Regions from separate parts of the Rattus norvegicus genome. Here region 1 is linked to region 2. Evidence: chromatin contacts called from public Hi-C data. All regions are on one chromosome and are shown on one strand. Each heading gives the region's core, a stretch centred on a gene start, on an enhancer-like site or on the middle of the called end of the contact. The rest is flanking DNA. Distances are from core to core; before and after follow the strand shown.

What was found. Hi-C and Micro-C count contacts between places; a contact is called where the count stands out from the background.
Region 1: a contact with region 2 is called in a Hi-C map of Schwann cells, with 3 times the contacts expected there. The contact joins two enhancer-like sites. A contact is called at or near these places in 4 of 12 Hi-C or Micro-C datasets (Schwann cells, frontal cortex, hepatocytes and 1 more).

Annotation. Positions count from the first base shown.
Region 1 is chr9:69,759,543-69,762,313 of GRCr8, reverse strand. No RefSeq gene overlaps it. Among named protein-coding and RNA genes, the nearest start is that of Ctla4, 52 kb to the left of the region's middle. Within about 2 kb of position 1,518, at least 30 of the 93 cell types and tissues checked have an H3K27ac peak or open chromatin away from gene starts, as enhancers often do.
Region 2 is chr9:69,646,677-69,649,376 of GRCr8, reverse strand. No RefSeq gene overlaps it. Among named protein-coding and RNA genes, the nearest start is that of Cd28, 12 kb to the left of the region's middle. Within about 2 kb of position 1,351, at least 4 of the 93 cell types and tissues checked have an H3K27ac peak or open chromatin away from gene starts, as enhancers often do.

The DNA of each region.
Region 1 (2,771 bases), core at 269-2,768, 110 kb before region 2:
AACTGTACTTAGTACCACCTACAAGCCAATCACTACAATCTTCGGACACTTAACCCAGTTACTCTCCAGAGTTCCAGAAGTATGTTCTCAAATGTCTTGCAGATTTCACACCTGTAAATTCAAGCTAAGAGTCCAGGTCTCCCTTAGCTCATTCTAGCCACACCTCCCCTCAGAGCTAGAGACTCAGCCTTCTAACCATCTCTATTCTCACTTCCTCATACTTCCCCTCCACACTTCCCCCAAGTCCCATGAGTGTTTAGTAATAGTTATAAGAAAGGCCACCGAGCAAAGACTTAAAAGGGAACAGTGAATTTCAGACTAGAAAGTCACATCTTCGAGACATGATTCTTAGGTTATTTGAAATATTGAGATTATCTAAAGGGATTAATGGTTGGGATATTTTCTTAATGGAAACACATGTTCTAAAGGAAAGCAGAGCACGTGGGAGGGGAACTCCCAGACACCAGGAACTCCATATTTACATATTACTGCTGCCTTTTGCTTGCCCTTTGTTTCTTGCTATCTCAGAGCTACGTTTTTTCTTAAGTCAAATGGCTGTAGAGTTAACATTGTCCCTGCACAGCTCACACGGGCGCTTCATTATAAAGGGGGTGGCAAAGGGGGGCTTATTATCATCAATAATATTAGGGAAGAAATGGATGAATTTAAATAGAATAGCTAATGAATATGACATAATAATCAAGAATCAGGTCAAGGGTTTAATACTTGAATTCTATTACTATTACTACGATAACACAGCAAAGAAGTCACACAATCAGGAAAGATACCTAAAGCCATTCGAGAAAAAAAAAATCTACACAGACTTTTGATTTTAAAACCTCTTATATTAAAAAGACATGCAAAAAAATGTTTCAAGCATATCAGCTGTACTTTCCTTAATTTCTGCCTTGCTCAGCTAGTTGTGTTTCCTGCATGTTCCTCATCTGCATGCCTATAACAAGAGAAGCTTCAAAAGCCCATGCTTTCAAAAATGGTCTCTCCCCTTTTTTAATAAAGGCTACAAAAGTGCTGGTCAGCGATAACAAGCATGAAGGAATGGGGTCTGAAAAGAGCTCCATTGTCTGAGGCAATTTAAAAGGCTGGTACTTGTTGCAGTATTTTCATTTGGTGAATATTACTAGTCATGGCCTTAATTTATTAATGTACAGTCTGGAATCAGATACGCAATCTCCAATAACAACTGCGTGAAAGACCTTTCACTCTGGCGGCCGGGCCAAGCTCAGCAGGCTAGAGGCAGAGACACAGAATGAATTTTGATCTATCTTTTTCTAAGGGAAATTGACAGCAGACATTCCTATCTCTTTCTAACAACTCAAGCTGACTATAATTAGAACACAAAGGCCAGTCATTCAGCTCTCCCACCCCTGGCCTTTCCCGCAGCTTCCACTCCGCGGAATGAATGCTGGCAGCCCTGAATCATTTTCAAGTCACTGGGAATGCTTCGCAGTCAGCAGAGCATGTATTTATGTCTACTTTCTTCATTGCAGAGTGATTTGCCTGTGTTCCAAGTCACAGGGCATTATTATTGAAAGGCCTCTGAGCAGCCCTGTCTAGACCAGTGGCTTTCAGCCCTGACTGGACATTAGAATAACTGTGGGCCTTTTTAAAGAGCTAATGATGTCCAGGCTACACCCTTGAAGAGCCCAATTTAGTTGGTTTGGTAAGTGGCCTTGGCTTTCCTAGTTCCCAAAAGCACCCCAAGGTGATTCCAATGTACAAATAGCCACGGTTAGAAACAACCACTCTTTAAAGGTTATTTTCATGAAATGAGCAAATGCAGATAGCCAACTAGGTGAGTGCAGATCTCAATGACTCACAAGGAGTTCCCAGCTAAGAAAACTTTTCCACATCCTGTCAGTAAAGCAAAAGATGAGTTGTGGCAGCTACTCTGATACCTTAACAAAACACAGGGGCATCCAACTCTGGGAGAAAATAACTACTGTTTTACTTACTAACAATAAATTAAAAATCAGATATATTTAAACCCATAAGGCTTTAGATGTTAACTTGCAGAAAATGAATGTGATATGGTCCAAATACATTTTGTATGGAAAGATAAAAATTATATTTGTTCATTGAAGATGTGCCCAAGGGCTAAATGACTTTACTGCCCTCTGGAACATTAGTCAGTTTTATTTTAAAATTATTAAATGTATCCCAGTATTCATTCTCTCTCCTCTCTTTTCCCTCCTCTCCCTTTCTCCCTCTATCCCTACCTCTACTAGGTCATTTGCCTTCTTTTGTCTCACCTTCATAATTAACCTTAGCATGCTTCCAGTTACCTCATTAATGAGAAATAAAACATTGACTTGCTTTCCCACATATTTATGTAAAAACAGTGAGTGTAAGATTATGAGAATTATGTTTCGACACTTGAAAATGATGTAAATTTTATGAGGGCATTTTAAAATATTCAGAAAGCTTTAATTGGTCTGTCCAGATGTAATTTACGTTTGCCAAAAATATTATCTGTCAATCACATCCAAAAACCATAATGCTGCAGAATTTCACTTCAGACAAAGGCATGACACAGACCTAGTTGATTCTCCTTGAAAAACATAAAAATAAACGGGCAAGATATATGATGGTTAGCTCGCCCTTGCGGTCCCAGTGCTGGAGAACCGGATGGCTGACCAGCTCTGCTATCACCCAGGCCTAGATCCAGAACTTTGAGTTGGCCCACCCCAAAATCTACATTATCTGTGAATAGTTAGAGCATGTGAAAGCCGGTCCTGCTGATCTGAAACTAC
Region 2 (2,700 bases), core at 102-2,601:
AAGAATTTGGGTGCCAGCCTGGACTATATACAATCAGTTTGCAGCCAGCCTGAGCTATGCGATCTCAAAAAGAATGCACAAAAGGAAAAACAGGAAAAGACCACTAAGACCAGATAAATCTAGGATTTGTGTAAGAATGCACCTAGAACACCCACAACACCAACGCTACATATGGTGTCTTTTACATATTGCCTTGAGAAGAAGTCCAGACGACTTCAGTGCTCACAGAATGTAGCTCCCATGGCATCCCAGCCCACTCAGACTTGGAGTGCCTAGCACCGAGCTCATCGATCTGCCCAATCGCAGACTCTGGATGGAGACTGGGAATATGGGGAAACCTTATCCTCTCAGGGCTTGGCTCTGAGCTAATTTCTCCTGATATTGCTCACACTGTGACATTTACTCATGTTTGCTGGACCAAATTATTATCAGGCTCTTCTGGGGAAACCACAGTTGTGCAGCTCTAAACGGAACAAGTAAGACCGGAAGTGTATGTAAGTCACGTGAAGTCACCTTAGAAATGCATTCATTCACCCTATAGACTGGAAGATTAAGAGAATTCCCATATCCCCTCAAAAATGTCAGCCTTGAAGAAACGTGGAGGAAGAAGACCCTAATCTACCTGGAGAGGCACGTGTGAGCAGGGTCACATGATACAGAGAATACAGACCATAGTCAGGAGGGGAACTTGCTTTTCAGGCACAGTATACACTACCAATAAAAGTCTTAAGGGGCCTGGCCTGCTTGCAGACCCACAAAGAGTTGGGTGACGTGAAAGTGAAATTTCACCAAGGAAGGCTTGGGCTGTGGCAGACTTGTCAGTCACCACGAATCTCCACACCATGCTTGGATCTTACTCTGTGAACTGAGTTCAGTGCAGAAGTCTTACAGTAAGACAAACCCCTGCTTTGATGTCATGGACTCAGGAGGCATCTGCATAATGGATCCAGTGTTTAAAACAGGTCTGCTCGCCAATGTCGGTTTCATATGATTGTTATCAGTGGCCTTAAGCTCTGTGTCCAGCCTGACTGCTGAGCGCTCAGAGCAGAGGAAGGTGAAAGCGGGCCTTAGGGGACTTCCAGCTCAGGGCCACTACAAGCAGTGAAGTGGCTCCTTCCCACTTGTGCCTTAAATCTTGGTATTTTTCTGTTGTTGAGTTTGGAAAGGATAATAAATTACTGTCTTCCACTTGCTGACTCAGTTTTAAATCAAGTGAGAAAGATTAAGAAAGGCAAAGGAGTCAGGCTGATGGGCAGAGAACTGTCCCTGAGAAAAACCACTGGAGACGGTGACTGAGACCTGCAGCCACAGAAAGCAGCCCAGAATTCTGCACATTTATACAACCGGCCACAGGCATCGCTGGAGAACCACAGACACTGCCTCCAAGGATAGAGTCTTTACTCCTAGCTAGCGCGTGGTACAGAAAAAAGGTTGGTCAGGAAGGTGGGGATGAGACACAAGAGAGTCGGGGGCGGCGGGAGGTGTGACATCAGGGGAGCAATTGTTTAAATCAAGAGAAAAGGCGAGATTTCAAATCCACAACAAAATGCATCACGAGAAGGAAAACTGAAGGCCTGAGAAACAGAAAGAAAAAAGAGGAAGTGACCAGTTTCTTAGTGTCCATTGTCTAGGATCAGAAGCTACAGACTGACAAATGATGGTCCCTTTTGCAGTTCACCCATATTATCTCAGAAAACCCATGTGTGGGAGCTTGTAGTCCATGTTATTGATGAAGAGACCTAGGAAACAGCCACAAAGGACTCAGGCACACTTCCCCCAGCTCTTAGATGCCTTGACTTCTTGTTTTTTGTCATTAAATCACAGCTTCCGAATAAACTCCACCTAAGCTGTATGAACTGATAGGAGAAGCATCAGAAACTATACTCCCGTGGATCATGAGTTCAAGGTCAACCTGGGTGGCATGAGACCTAGTAAAAAGGAAGGAAGCAAGCAAGGCAGGCAGGCAGGCGAGCAGGCAGGCAGGAAGACGAGCTCACACCTTGTAGCTCACACCTTGTGGTGGGCGACGGGTGAATATTCTGTGCATTCTTATATTCAGTTTTTAGTCTTTGGTGATATGACCAGACACTGCTTCTGTCTCTTCTCCCTCCCTCCAAAATGCAGAAATAGAAGCATTTTCATTTCAGCAAAGAGTGAGAATATGGCACTTAACTCGAGGGTGCCACCTCAGACAGTCATCTAACCTCTCAGGCTTGCTACTGTTGCTGTCTGTGCTGAGAAATTCAGACTTCCAAAAATATCACTGGTAAGGTGGCTGAGCGGTGGAAGTGGCAGACTGGATAATGATTTGCACTATGTCTTCAGATGTGGTCCCTAAGGACGCCGAGGCTGCAGCCCACAGGGACTGGGAAGGCTATGGCTGGCTGCTGGACTTTACCCAGGTCCTGGAGGTCATGGTTTCAAAACAAATGATGTCTGTTATTTTTTCAGATTGCTGCATAGGGAACATTTATGAAAATGTACAATTTGTACCCAATATTATGGGCACAGTCTCTCAGATCTATCTAACTCTAAATCTACCACTCTTTCTAGTTCTTGGAAATCCAGTCTCTGAATTGGTCTACAAACTGGACAAAGTGTGTGTGGTGTATCTGCATAGATAAGGGGTTCACAGAACCTCTTGACTCTTGCCTTTTTGCCACCAAAACAGAAGAAGTATATCATATGAGAGGAGATATG